2 separate regions of the Mus musculus genome follow, and region 2 is linked to region 1. A link is a contact called in public HiChIP or PLAC-seq data. All regions are on one chromosome and are shown on one strand. Each heading gives the region's core, a stretch centred on a gene start, on an enhancer-like site or on the middle of the called end of the contact. The rest is flanking DNA. Distances are from core to core; before and after follow the strand shown.

Evidence for each region. HiChIP or PLAC-seq counts read pairs in DNA pulled down with a chosen protein or histone mark.
Region 2: a contact with region 1 is called in an H3K27ac HiChIP or PLAC-seq map of bone marrow-derived dendritic cells, with 4 times the contacts expected there. The contact joins two enhancer-like sites. A contact is called at or near these places in 3 of 484 Hi-C or Micro-C datasets (bone marrow-derived macrophages, cortical neurons and muscle stem cells) and 2 of 115 datasets of contacts at active chromatin or transcription factors (T-cell acute lymphoblastic leukemia and bone marrow-derived dendritic cells).

Annotation. Positions count from the first base shown.
Region 1 is chr10:96,262,935-96,269,575 of GRCm38.p6, reverse strand. No RefSeq gene overlaps it. Among named protein-coding and RNA genes, the nearest start is that of Gm40747, 7.3 kb to the right of the region's middle. Within about 2 kb of position 3,130, at least 41 of the 459 cell types and tissues checked have an H3K27ac peak or open chromatin away from gene starts, as enhancers often do. A contact at or near this core is called in bone marrow-derived dendritic cells and muscle stem cells, where this site is marked.
Region 2 is chr10:97,332,591-97,339,631 of GRCm38.p6, reverse strand. No RefSeq gene overlaps it. Among named protein-coding and RNA genes, the nearest start is that of Mir3966, 87 kb to the left of the region's middle. Within about 2 kb of position 5,366, at least 51 of the 459 cell types and tissues checked have an H3K27ac peak or open chromatin away from gene starts, as enhancers often do. A contact at or near this core is called in bone marrow-derived dendritic cells and muscle stem cells, where this site is marked.

The DNA of each region.
Region 1 (6,641 bases), core at 1,881-4,380:
GAAGGCTCGATGCCCCAGTGTAGGGGAATGCCAGGACAGGGAAGCAGGAGTGGGTGGGTTAGTGAGCAAGGGGTGTTTCTGTTTTCTTCTAAGACAATTAACATTCAAGTGGTAGATGTTAACATAGAAGAAAATGGGGGGGGGGGGGTAAACAAATGGATTCTCTGAGAGCAATCAGGTACATCTGAAAGATGTTGGGATATCTTTCTGGATAGATTGGCCAGGAGTGATCTAGAAAAGAAACTCCCCTCGATCCACCAAAATCCAGAAATATGAAGAGCTAAGGAAAGAGTTATTTTAGTGAGGGAGTCCATAAAAAGGCCTAGAGGCATATATGAGTTTAGATAGTTTGGGAGACTGGAGACCACAGGTATGTGCACAGTAAAGTGAATAGGACAGAGATCTACAAGGTGAAGCTCAAAACCATACCCAGTAGATCTCTACAGACCACACTTAGAAGCTTGGTTTGTATTTGAAGAGTGTCTTGGATGATTGAAGGATTATGTCAGAGACATTAGTTCTCTCAGTATTAAAATCTACAGAATAACGACAAATGTATCATGATGTATTAGCCATCTCCTAAGCTATGTGTGGGGAGAACAATGGGAAAAGACCTCTGGTTCTGAACGGGAACACAGCCAAGAGTAAAATGTAAACATGCACAAAACTCCTCTTTATGGGAGTCAGGAGTCCTGGAAGACTACAGAAGACAAGACTTTTAATTTGCATACCAAAGGAGCAAAAGGCAGGAGCAAAAGAAGACCCCTATTGCAAGCAAGAGTGGATGTGAAAATGTGGATATTTGGTAGGGCTGGCAATGATCAGGAAGTGGGGCTCTTCCGTCTGCATGATGGAGTCCACGCGGAGCAGGGTAAGAAACGAAAGACAACGCTTCAGAGATAGGTTAAGAATTTCAACCATGTAGCTTATAGAGCTCCAGAGGGCTCTATAAGATTTAATGTGAAGAGATTCCACTCATCTTCCAACTATGAACTTTCTCTGAGAACCTTCTATGTCCCATATGTGGTCCAATTTGTGGTGAATCTAAGTCACATTTTGTAGGTAGCCCCACAGTCCTGGAAATCACTAAATAGACCAGGCTGCATTTGAATTGATAGAGATCCACCTGCCTCTGCCTCCTGTGTGCTGGGATTAAAGCCGTGCCCTACAGTGCTCAGCAAAGTAACATTTTATATACTAAACAACAACAACAACAAAAAAAAAAAATAGCCGGGCGTGGTGGTGCACGCCCTTAATCCCAGCACTAGGGAGGCAGAGGCAGGTGGATTTCTGAGTTCAAGGCCAGCCTGGTCTACAAAGTGAGTTCCAGGACAGCCAGGGCTTTACAGAGAAACCCTGTCTCGAAACAAAAAGCAAAAAAACAAAAAAATAGGAGGCTGCAATGAGCAAGATAACACGTGACCCACAGGTAGCATGTGGCAAACTAGAATCAAGCCAATAATCATCTTTGAAATTGGTTTTAAGAAGTTACAAATGGAACATCATGACTGGCAGAGCACTGGTATAATATAAAATGGAAGTGGGGAAAAACACTGAAGGAAGGTTGAATCTGATGGAGGAAGCTCACTCTAATCTGATGGAGGAGACCGTGGTTTGTACTAAATCCTGAGATAATAAGAATGACGACTCTGAAGAAAACAGTAACTCAGAGGGTTGTGGGAGACCAATTTGGTGTCTTGTTTATCATGTGGATTAAGGGGGAGATGATGGAGGAAGAGACACACATGAGGACAGACTCTTAACTGAGTGAAAGCAGGAAAGAGGAAGGAAAAAAAGACGGTTGAAATTCCTGCCAGAGAAACCAAAAGGACTTAGTGACTAATTCAGTACAAAACGAGGGAACAGAGACTGTAAGGAAGACTGTAAGTAAAGAGATGAGTCCTACCATGAAGAGAGATAGAAAAACCAGGAAAATGTCTGAGGGAAATGAATGACAGGAAAGGAAAAATGAGTATTAGCGGTGTGCGTAAGACCAAGATGAGAATCAGTTGCATACGTAAGACAAGGCTAGTGCTGTTGAAAGTGAGCCTGGCTGAAGATTGGGTGGGGTCTTGGCCAAAACTAGTGATCTGGGATTCAAGTGCATAGAGGAGATCAAAAGGCAGACAGGAAGGGAAACATTGCAAACCTTGCCAACTCCTGACATCTTTCCACTGCCTTCACCTCCCTAATTAAATACTGATTTGGTACAACTATCTCATATACTTTCCAAAGCCAGAGGATGGATCCCGACTGTTCTAAGTCGATAAGGGTCATTCCCATCTATTCTAGGAACATGCATGGGACAAAGTCTAGACAGCAAGATTTGGAGAGTCAGCTGAGATTCTATTAAAGACACAGAATAGGAGGTAGGGGGTCATTTTCTCCAGGAATTGAATCCTGTAACTGCCCTGCCACCACTGAGCTCTGGAGTTGGCCTTCTTCAGGCAACAGGGCCCTGGAATGAAAACAGGGGTCAAAAACTTAGAAATTACTCAGATTTAGAAATCTGAAGCAAACCCTAAGAAGTCTAGAGAAGGCTTGGTCAGGAACTAGGAAGACGGAGAAAATCAAGTTAGGCTCTTAATCAAGGTGTTGGCCAAACAGAAGAAGCCAGAGGCTTGGACCAGGCTTACCACAGGCTGAAGTGAAATATCCAAGCAGAGAGAGAAAGAGTTGCACCCAGGAGACAACAACTGGAGATAATAATCCTTTCTCAAAAAGAAGCTCTTGACAAAACTCAGGAGGTGACTTGAGGGTCAGCAAAAAGTGGTTTCTGAACCATTAAACACATTCTCGACTGGAAAACTTCACATTCGTGTCAGCTGGGCGAGCCATTTCAGAACCAGCCTCAATGTGGCTATTATTCACATTCATCCCGCCAGTGTGAAAATACGGCTCGAAATGGACTTTGCTATTTGAAATTAAGTGTGATCACACTCAGCAGCCCAGGGAAGCACTCCCTTTATGAGAGGCTGTGAGCCAGGGGGAGGTGGGGGAGGGCGAGCAGGTTTGTGGAAAGAGAAGGGGCTCTTTCTCTGGGACTTTCCCTCTTCACAGTGCCATTCCCCCTCAGTCCCACTCTCCAGGACTCTTCCTTTCACTTCTGCAATTCTTTCCCCCACCTTCAGCATCCTCTTCTCACTTCTCTCACAGCTACCTCTCGCTTAGAAGAAGTATCTGGCCCCTTGTGACTCCGTGAGCTGTCGGAATTAACTACAATCTATTATTTCCCAATAAATCCCCCACCCCCACACCGCAGCTCTTGACAGGACACAACAGCTGAGAATCCCCAGCAATGGCCTGGCCAAGGTACTAAGAAAGACTGGCTCTGTTCCTAGCTCATCCTGGGTCACAAAGAATCCTCCAATAGGATGCCAGGAGAGTTCAAGAAGAGCTGGTCTCTTCTAAGCGCAGCTCTTTGCTTAACCTGCCTTTGATTTCCCAGGAGTTTCAGGATGAGTGTATGCTAAGAAAAGGCGAGGTGCCCAAAAGACAAGAGTTCAGAAAAAGATGATTAAATTCAACATGGCTAGCAAGTAGGCACTGCTCAACACTTCATAAAAGGTAGACAAATACAAAAATGCTGATCAGAAGAAGTAATATTTGGTTATAATATAGAAGCACAAGTATTTGTGTGTGTGTGTGTATGTGTGTGTGTGTGTGTGTAGGGCAGTTAATACATTCATAAACATTTGCTCCCTTTCTTAGCATTTGTGTCCCTCACTGACGGGCCGTGGCTGGGGGACTTGAGGGTATGTCGAATTGATATAAGTATATAAAAAATTTCCTGGCTAACGATGCTGACACTTCTGCCAAAATTATGTTTATTTGTTAAAACATATACTTCATTCTGTTGTTGCAGAACTAAATCCAACCCCATCGTAACTGGGGAAAGGGTGATTGGGTTTCATGGTGATGTACCAGCTAGTGTCTTGTGGGGGCGTTAAGGTGCCAGCTGCTCCTTGGGCATTCCTTTTTATTTCCAGTCCGTAGACTGTTTTTCCACTCTTTTTTGTGTGAGGCAATTGGGATTAGAGGGGTCTTTGTAAGTGACAGAGGCGGAGATGGCAGCAGCATCTCCCAGATCCCTATGCACAGAGACAGCCTGGAAGGCCAGGCTCAATGCTGGCTTCGTTTGTCACTCCCCTCCGAAAGAAAAGGTCTTCCAAAAGAAGGAGTCTCTGTTGGAAACCTGTAAAGCAAGGGACTTGGGCCTTAGGGCTGATGTTTCCAGAATGCAGTCTGAAAAGCACCAAGCTAGGATCACCTTCAAGGCAGATCAAACAATCCCATGTTGGCAACAGGCCTCTGGAGTTTTCCATGCACCTCTGTCAGGTGGTGGCTGGGGGCATTTTCTAGGGTTTCTGTCTGAGGGCTAAATGAGTTTCGGGGCTCCTCCTTGATTCTTTGAAGGATTTATCATTATTTTTACCCACTTGAAAATTCCAAACTGCCACAAGTGTCCCCTTGACTGGCTGGTTTACCCAGTGCGGCTGGAACAGGGCCAGCCAGATTGTCCTCTGCTGAGTGGGCCACCCAGTCTCCCCTAGAAAGCCTGGCCTCTTCAATTGAGCAACCTCACAGCACAGCGTGCGCATGCACACACACACACACACACACACACACACACACACACACATTGAATAATGTAGGGGGCAGGGTTGTTTGTTTATATTGTTGTCATTTTTGATATTTAAGTTCTGGGCAAAACAAGCACCTACAATGCCCCAGTGAACACTCCCTTTTGTTTTTTTAAGGATAGAGAAAGACAAAGTGGAAAGGAAGCCGCCCTCTCCTCTCTCCCTTCTCCCTCCATCACAGAATCAAAACACTCATTCTATGGACCTTACAGAGGTGGAAGGCTCAAGAAAATTATGCCTTGTCTGTTTCCTGGCTCTGCATGAAAATCCTGGTGCTCAGCAGCTGTTCCGGTTGCTTAGAAAGTCTTTTTTTTTTTTTTTTTTTTTTTTTTTTTTTTTTTTTTTGCTTAGAAAGTCTTGATGCAAGAAGGTCAGGCGTGGGAGTGGGTGGGGCTCACCGGCTGGCAGGGTTGGGGACTGAGAGTTAATATTTTTGTTAGAGAGAGAGAAAAAGAGAGAGAAACAGACACCGAGAGACAGAGGGACAGAGAGACAGAGAAAGATATACAGAGAGACTCAGATAAACACACACAGACACAGAGACAGATAGTAAGATACAAAGACACAAAGACACAGAGAGAGAGAAAGAGAGAGGGAGAGAAAGAGGAAGGAAGGGAGGGAGGGAGGGAGGGAGGGAGGGAGGGAGGGAGGGAGGGAGGGAGGGAGGGAGAAGTCAGGGACAGAGACACACAGATACCAAGATGCAGAGAAAGAGAGAGATAGAGAAAGACTCAGAGATAAACATACACATACAGACACAGAGAAAAAGAGAAACATAGGCAGACAGACAGACATAGACACACACACACAGAGAGAGAGAGAGAGAGAGAGAGAGAGAGAGAGAGAGAGAGAGAGAGAGATCCTATTTCTGAATACTGTTATCAGAAACTGGTTTCAAGCAAACACAACTGGATAGTGTGGTGTGGTGTGTGCGTGAGGAGGTGGGTTGAGGAAAAGAATGTAGAGGCACAATCCACTTAACCTTTAAATCTGTGCTCTCTTTCAACGCAGAAAATGTTTAAAATTTCAGCCAAATGAAAAGCAACCAAATGGTTGAGAAAGCCTTTATGACTAAGAAGGGCTGCAATGGAAAAATGTAAAAAGAGAAGTTAAACCAGCTGGTGCCTTTAATTTGGCTTTCCCTCCTTTCTTACACACCCCCTCCCCCAGCTTAAAACAGGAAAAACGGTCTGCATAAATACCCAGTGTTTTTCCTAGTGTTTAGTCCGAACAGAATTCTTCATGGGGCTCCGTTTACTGCCTCTCCTGGGACTGGGTGTGAAAGAGACATTTCACCCCTGGGTCACAGGTCACCGGCTGCTCCGATTTGTTAGGCAAGCTTCCATCTCTCCTGTATAGGTAGGATTCAGGAATCAGAACTCCGGGCAGAGGTGAGGGGAAGGTCAATAGCTATTTCTTTCCCCTGTCATTTTTATAAGACTATTTCTACTTCTATTCTTTTAACATACCCAGAAACAAACCTCTAAAGCTCTTTTTCAGAGCACACAATACCTTTCTAGTTTCTTAAGTGATGCATGCATTTAATAAACACTACTTAGGTACTGTCGACAACACTAGGCATTGTCTTGAGTGCGTGGGAAACAAAGATGCCTAAAATTAATTCCCAAACACAAGGGCAGATACCGAGACAAATAATTAGGGCACTTATGCTAAGCATGATAAATCCAAGGAACTGGAAAAACCTCTTGCTGCCTAATAGTGAAGGGCAAGGAAGGCTTCCTGGAGGTGGTGGTAATGAAACTGAGTTGTGAGCCAGCAAGGAACACACTAGATTCGAAAAAGAAAGGCTTTTAGACCGTGGTTTCCCTCGAGCTGAAAGAACTGGCTGCAGTATTCTGCTGTGACTAAGATTCCAGGAAACCTTGGAATCTTATGTGAAATGGTCAGACAGGCTAAGGGGGTTCAGAGTTTGAAAGCAGAGAGCCCTGAAAAGAACCATGAAGGATAGAGTAGTTTGTGCTACTGGAAAACGATACT
Region 2 (7,041 bases), core at 4,117-6,616, 1.1 Mb before region 1:
TAAAGTGTCTTTGCTAGTTCATCTGTATCTTCTGACATCACCTCCTCTTCCACCCGGAATGTCAGGTCTTCATTATCAACTGGATCAGATTTAGAAAGTCCATGGGGTATTTTCAAGGGAAATTCCAGAAGCATTTAACTGAAGAGGAAAGATCCACTCTTAATGTCAGTAGCACCATACCTGAGATGGGGCTTACACTTCATCTTTATTTATTTATTTTTTTAAATAAGTCTAAGAGGGGAGGAGGAGGAAAACTAGCAAGCCGAGAAAAGTAATACACACCCACTGAATTTGATATTCTGATGAAGACATCTCTCCTCTGAGTTTCAAGCAGAACTTATTCACTCTTTTCCAGAAGCAAATTTCTGGGGATTACCAGCACTGCCATGGCAAAGTACCACATGTCAGAGAGTTTAAACCACAGAGATTGGTCTCCTCACCGTTCTAGAAACCAGGACTTGAAGATCACGATGCTGGCAGGGCTGGGTCCTTCTGTGCCCTCATTCCTTGGCTTATAGATCGTGGCTACTCTTGGTTGTCAACTTAACTGTATCTGGAATGAACTATAATCCAGAAATGGAGGGCATGCCGGCCAGAGAGTTTCTTCTGGGTTTGAAATAGGTGAATAAACTTTTAGTCTGGACTTTTGAGGTGGGAAGACCCAGGCTTTTGATCCAGCTCGCCATTGATGGATTAGTTGGAATGCAGCCTATAAGTTATTCCGTGTGTGTGTGTGTGTGTGTGTGTGTAGGGGGAGGCAGAGATTCATTCTATAAGTTCTGTGATTCTAGACATCCTTAAGAGGCCACATTATCCTATATTTTCACAGGGCCTTTACTGTGTGCAGTTGTATACCTAAATCTCCTCATATTATGAAGACATCATCATACTAGGTCAGTGGCCACCTCATAAAACCAAACAGTGCTTAGTGCTCGCCAAAATAAACCAACCGGTGGTGCCCCATGTTCACCTGAATAAACCAACTGGTCCCATTGCTGACTGGAATAAACTAACCAGTTCTCAGTGCCCATCCCAATAAATCAGCAGAGCTCAGTGCTCACCTGAGTAAACAGACAGCGTTCAGTGGCTGCCCTAATAAACTCAGTACTGTGTGTATGGGGGGGAAAGGGGGGGAAATATTTGCATTAGCAAACAGGAAGTGTTGTGCCGTAAATTACTCTCATGTCACATTCAACAGCTGTGCCTCTGTTAGCTGCTAGAAGCCAACATCCTACAGTACCATATTCAATAATTCTTAGTACTGGGCACAGAGGCCTGTGTCCTAACCAGGGCTGCTCTCGGGCTAACTTCAGCCTGGTCTTCAGCTGAGGCATCTGTGGAACAAGGATCTGTGTAAATAAGTTTCACATTAGTAAGAAAATTGGAGAGCTCATTGTGGGAAAGCTGGGTGCAGTCAGGGATGACTAATAACCTTAACCCGAATGGGTCACAGTGAGCTCAATCAACAGTAATGGAAGGCACTTCAGGTCTTAGGGGATTGGCCAAAAGTAGAATGGCCCTGCCTACACGTTTACCCTGGAGAGCTGAGGCTCTCATCTTCATGCTCAGTCATGCAGAGGCATATATATAAACAGAAGACCAACTAAAGTTCAGCATAAATTGGCTAGGCCTGAATAAAAGTCTGCTGTTGGAAAGTCCTGCTGTTTGGATATCTGTTATTAGATATCAGACATCAGTGAGGATTATTGTTTATTCATAATAGTCAATAGGAATATATATATATATATATATATATATATATATATATATATATATACATATATATATCTTCCTTATGAATGAGCACAAATTAAATTTGCTTAAAGCCACAAACAAATTATGCATGTCATTTACAGATGTAAGGTTTATATCTCCTTAAGAACCTAACATATCTGGTGTATGGAAGATCTATGATTTTTTGTCACCTACATTTTTATTTAATTTATTTCATAACATAGAGAGCTTTGTCATATAAAGGTAAAAATCCTTAAACCAACTCAGCTTGCTATCCTCCTTCTTCCTTCTCTTCTCCTCTTTTTCCTCCCCCTCTTTTTCCTCTTCCTCCTCTTCTTATTCCTTTTTATTTATTTATTTATTTTTAATTTAGTTTAGGACCTCATCCCACTGAAGGTGCTGCCCTTATTCAGAGTAGATTAAGCCTTCTGGAATCACCCTCAGAGACACTTCCAGAACTGTTTCTATGCCAGTTCAATTGGCAATGAAGACTGGCCTAGTGACTTGAAGAGGGAAAATTCCTGGGAGAAGGATCTTGGTCTCCTATTCAAAGGACTGAAATAAGGAGTCACAAAGATTTGCAAAAGTAGCAAACTAATGTTTTTGTTTCTTTCTTTGTTTCCCATGAGGAAGGGTAATGTTCAAAGTCTGGTAAAATTAACAAGAAACAAAAGATTTTTGCCTTTTAAAATGTTGCTAAAAGTAGATAAATGACCACAAAGCATGGGAAAAACAACTGTGAAACAAAATCTTGGTTGTAATAGAACTAAGTTGTATAGACATTTTCTCTTAAGATACATTTTTTTTTTTTTTACAAATCTGACATAAATTTACATCAAACTAAAATCAAATCATGGATGTCAGCTATAGATGTAAGCTTTGTACATTCATTAAGAACCTAACATATCAAGCTGGGTGGTGGTGGCACACACCTTTAATCCCAGCACTCGGGAGGCAGAGGCAGGCAGATTTCTGGGTTCAAGGCCAGCCTGGTCTACAGAGTGAGTTCCAGGACAGCCAGGGCTACACAGAGAAACCCTGTCTGTAAACAAACAAACAAACAAACATACAAAACAAAAGAACCAAACATATCTGGTGTATGAAAGTTCTATTTTTTTCCTTGAACATTTTAATTTACTATTATTTCATACCATGGAGAGCTTTGTCATATAGAGAACTATGTGTGTTGGTTACATACACATTTGAAACTAAAGGACAAAGTTTCTAATGACACTTCCATCATATCTGGCTTATTTATATATAGCATTGAATTATGCAGATTATAAAAGCATTTCCTCTTAGAGACATAAATACTGAATATAATGCTCCAGTGAACACAGAGATTCTAAAGTTGCATTTCATTTTTGTGAACAACACTGTTTTTATGCTAATAATTTATCATGTACATAACAACAAATTATAAATTAAAATATAAATTCACATAACATTATTTACAAACACAGCATCTATTAGCAATGACTTCAAGATTTCATTTTGAGCGATACTTAATCACTCTAAAAGCAAATAGCCCCTTTCCACACTGTCAACGTCCATTTCATACAGAAGAAATCCCTGAAGATTAGTTAGTCCATGTGAGCTAGCCCTTCATTTTTTTGAATTTAAAATATTCCTATTAAGTTTGTCTACCAGCAAACAAGCAAGAAAGCAAACAAACACACAAACAAAACTGTTTAGAAATTTCCTGAGCACTTTAAAATGTGATTTTAATACTTTAGTTTCCATTTAAAGTCAAAGTATTAGCTATCTTTATTTAGTAAAAAGTTATTATAGCTCTTTTACTATTAGAGGGAGATGTCAAAGTTTACCCAGATCCTGAATGTGACATTTGCCAGGTTGGTATCTCTTCTGATCTACCCCCCCCCCCAACACACACACACACACACACACAGAGAGAGAGAGAGAGAGAGAGAGAGAGAGAGAGAGAGAGAAACAAAACAAAAAAACCCCAAACAAAGAAAAAAACAAAACCAAAAGCCAAAACAAAACAAAACTGAAAACTGGCTTTAAAATCTTTGACAAACTAACTATCCATTTTTATGTGCTATAATCTTCAAAAATCATATTTCTCAATTGTATACATGAGATTATTCCTGGAAATTATGCCACAGCCATAACCTAAAAGATAATGTTAATATACATTACTTAAAGATATTTTGATTAACACAAACCATTTTCATTTTCACTCATTTTCTGTTACCTCTTAAAATTTAATAAAATAAATATTTTCTAGAATCTGGGCATAAAGAAACTTCTCATGCCCTAATGCTTAGACTTCATTAAGAGAGAACTGATTACAAACTTGTGTGTTTTAGAGAAAGAGAAAAACACTGTCTCTAAAATTCTTTAATGAGAATAGAACTTATATTAAATAGGATCCATTTGGTCAATGTTCTGTTAAGTTACATTGCTAGTATCAGCTGCATAAATCATACCTTATATCTCAGATAGCATGACTTGTACATTCCAGGCAATGGGCAAGAAGGGACAGAAAGACACAGAAAATGATAAAAATCGATTAAATATCGTGTTTGAGATTACCCAAGCTCTTCTTCTCTCATCACAGTTGATTTTTCCTCAACTGTGTTGACATGTAAAGGCATCTCCCAGAATACTATTAGAATCTACAAGACATAATCAGGTAGGATGATTGAGTCTTACAAAGATGTGGTCCTGTTCAATTTCATAGAGAAGAGTTTGTCCATTTTCCATTTTAAAAGAGGGAAATAGTCTCACGGTGGTTTTTAGGGGCATTTGGGGTCTTTCACCTCCTGCCTCTCTTGGAAAAGCCCGCAGGCCTAACCTAGGGTCATCCTGTTGACACACTAAGTCTCCCTGGGACTTAGAGTACTTTGAGACAGAGAAAAGATGCTGGAGGAGGTGGGGCTGGAGGGGTTTCGTTTCCATGTGAATAAAAGCCCAGCAAAGGCTGTGTTGGCTGTTCCTTCCTAGTGACTCACGCCTCTGCTTTTATAAGCTCACTTTTATTTTCTCTTGGTAAGTATTAGTCTGGGCTGTTATACAGTGAGGCGTTTTTTAGCATGTTCAGTCACAAGGCAGGCCGGGAAAGAAGTCATTTCAAGATCCAAGCTGAGTTCTTGTTGCACAATGAGAGTGGCAGCCCTTGGCCAGAGGGTAGAGCCAAAGTGCAGTAAGCTTCCTTGGTTGGGGGCGGGGGGTGAGGGGGGAGAGAAGAAACGAAATCTCTAAATCGCTGTCCTTCCTTGTGAAGATCCTTTCAGTGTGGGCTGAAATGTCTCCACAGATGGATTGCACACAGACCCAGAAAACTGAGAATAACGTGAGTTATTCTGTTAGCCAAGAAACAAGGCTAGTTCTTTAAGGGACATTACTCCTGAATGTATGGAAGGGAAAACTCCCATCCCATGAGTTTACAAGGCTGTTAAGACATTTTCAATGTTTTGTTTGTTTGTTTTCTATGTTTCAGTTCAAATTCTTTGGAGAAATGTATGAAAGACCAGGCAGCCAAGATCTCCAACTCATTTCCTCTAATTCTTTCAGCTAGCCTCTAGTAAATTTGTTTGATCACAGTACAGAACTGGGCATGCCCTGAAGTGTCTCTTTCCTCTGTTAAAAAAAAAAGATGATACTACAGAAAACCAGCTGCAGTTGGTCTGTAAAGAGGAGCTGAAACCACAAGTGGGCCTTGGGGCTGGAACAGAAACAATACACTGCACAAGATGGAGCCTTAAATGAGAGTAGAGGCTTCTCTTCAAAGCCTGGAGAGGAGTTGGGGAAGGTCAAGGAGGAAGAGACCAGGGCCTCTTCAGAGAGCAGCCTTATCTCTAGACCAAATCCCTGAGCTGAGCAATCTCTCTGGGTAGTCTCAAATCAACCCCTAGAACAAAGGGTCAACTTTGAATAACCTTTATGCAGCCAAACGTTTTGCAGCACATGATTCAGTTCAGCATAGTGTGTGGTTTTGTTTGTTTGTTTTTTTGTTTTTTGTTTTGTGTGTGTGTGTGTGTGTGTGAGAGAGAGAGAGAGAGAGAGAGAGAGAGAGAGAGAGAGAGAGAGAGAGAGAGAGCATACCAGGGAACTAAGTGCTATAGACTGAGAGATATCAAGTCACATTACTGACTGCTTCTCAAACTGCTATCCCAGGCAGAGTTCCAGGAAGGTGTGGCCTGCTTCGGGCTCTAGAATTGGGCTTGAAAGTCCAGGCCATGTTCTAATACCTTCTGTCTTTCCATTTTGAATATGTACATATTACCTTGAGCTTGAACTGGCTTTGATGTGGTTTCAAGAATGGCTATCTACAGGGTTCCCAAATAAAACACCTTTGCTTCTCTCCTTTGGAAGGTAGTGTTGTTTTGAAAAACTATCCTGGTGCTTTCATTTCTGGCCTTGGGCACTAAGTCTCACTGCTCTTCCATTTTCTGGTTGTGGTTTTGAAGTTTTTACTCACTAAAAAGTGAATTTGGTAAGTCACAGGAAATTAGCAGAGCAAGACATGGAGGATCAGAAGAGGAGCCAGCGCAAAGCCCTCCTCTCTCCAGTGGCTTCAAGATCTGTTATCCAAACCCCAAATTCTCCTTTCAGTGACATTTCTAGCCTTGACAGTTCTGTAGCTACACTGTCCTCTATAGCTATGCTTGCTTGCCCTCAGGAGTGAGGGCAACTAAGATGTGACTGACTTAAAACCAACATTAAAAATTGTCCTATTCACATAATCTTTTGGACCTATGCCTCTAACCCTATGGTATCTCCATAGTTTGAGTAATCTGAATTTGAGGAGTCAGACAGATCTACCAGATCTGTTCGTTTACAAAAACTAACCCTAACCAATCCTTCAAAGTCCTAGGTTTTTGGATTTGTCTTGCTTTGTTTTGTCTGTTTTTTCCCCTGTGGTGGAACATCTTGTGGGATTATTACTTTGTAACCTCAGTAAAAATACATGGATCAGAATTTTTAGTGGTGCGGGGGAGGGCAGGGTGCCTTTGTATTTCTTCACAGGGAACAGTCAAAACTCGCAGGAGGCCACAACTGCAGAGGACAAGGAGAACAGCTGCTGCTCCTGAATAACATGGGGTTTTGATAACAGGAAGTTGGGCAAGTCAGCAAAAGGAGAGTGGGAGAGAAAGCTGAATTGGGAGTGTGAAGTTAGGGACCCTCCAGAGACCCCTTTAAGTCCATAGGTAGGCAGGCAACAGCAAATAATCCAGAAAATTGCTGTAAGACCTAATTACACTTCACAGGAGGCTGGAGTCTTGGTTAACTTAGGCTGTCCTGACAAAACACCACACACTGAGATGACAGAACCCTCTT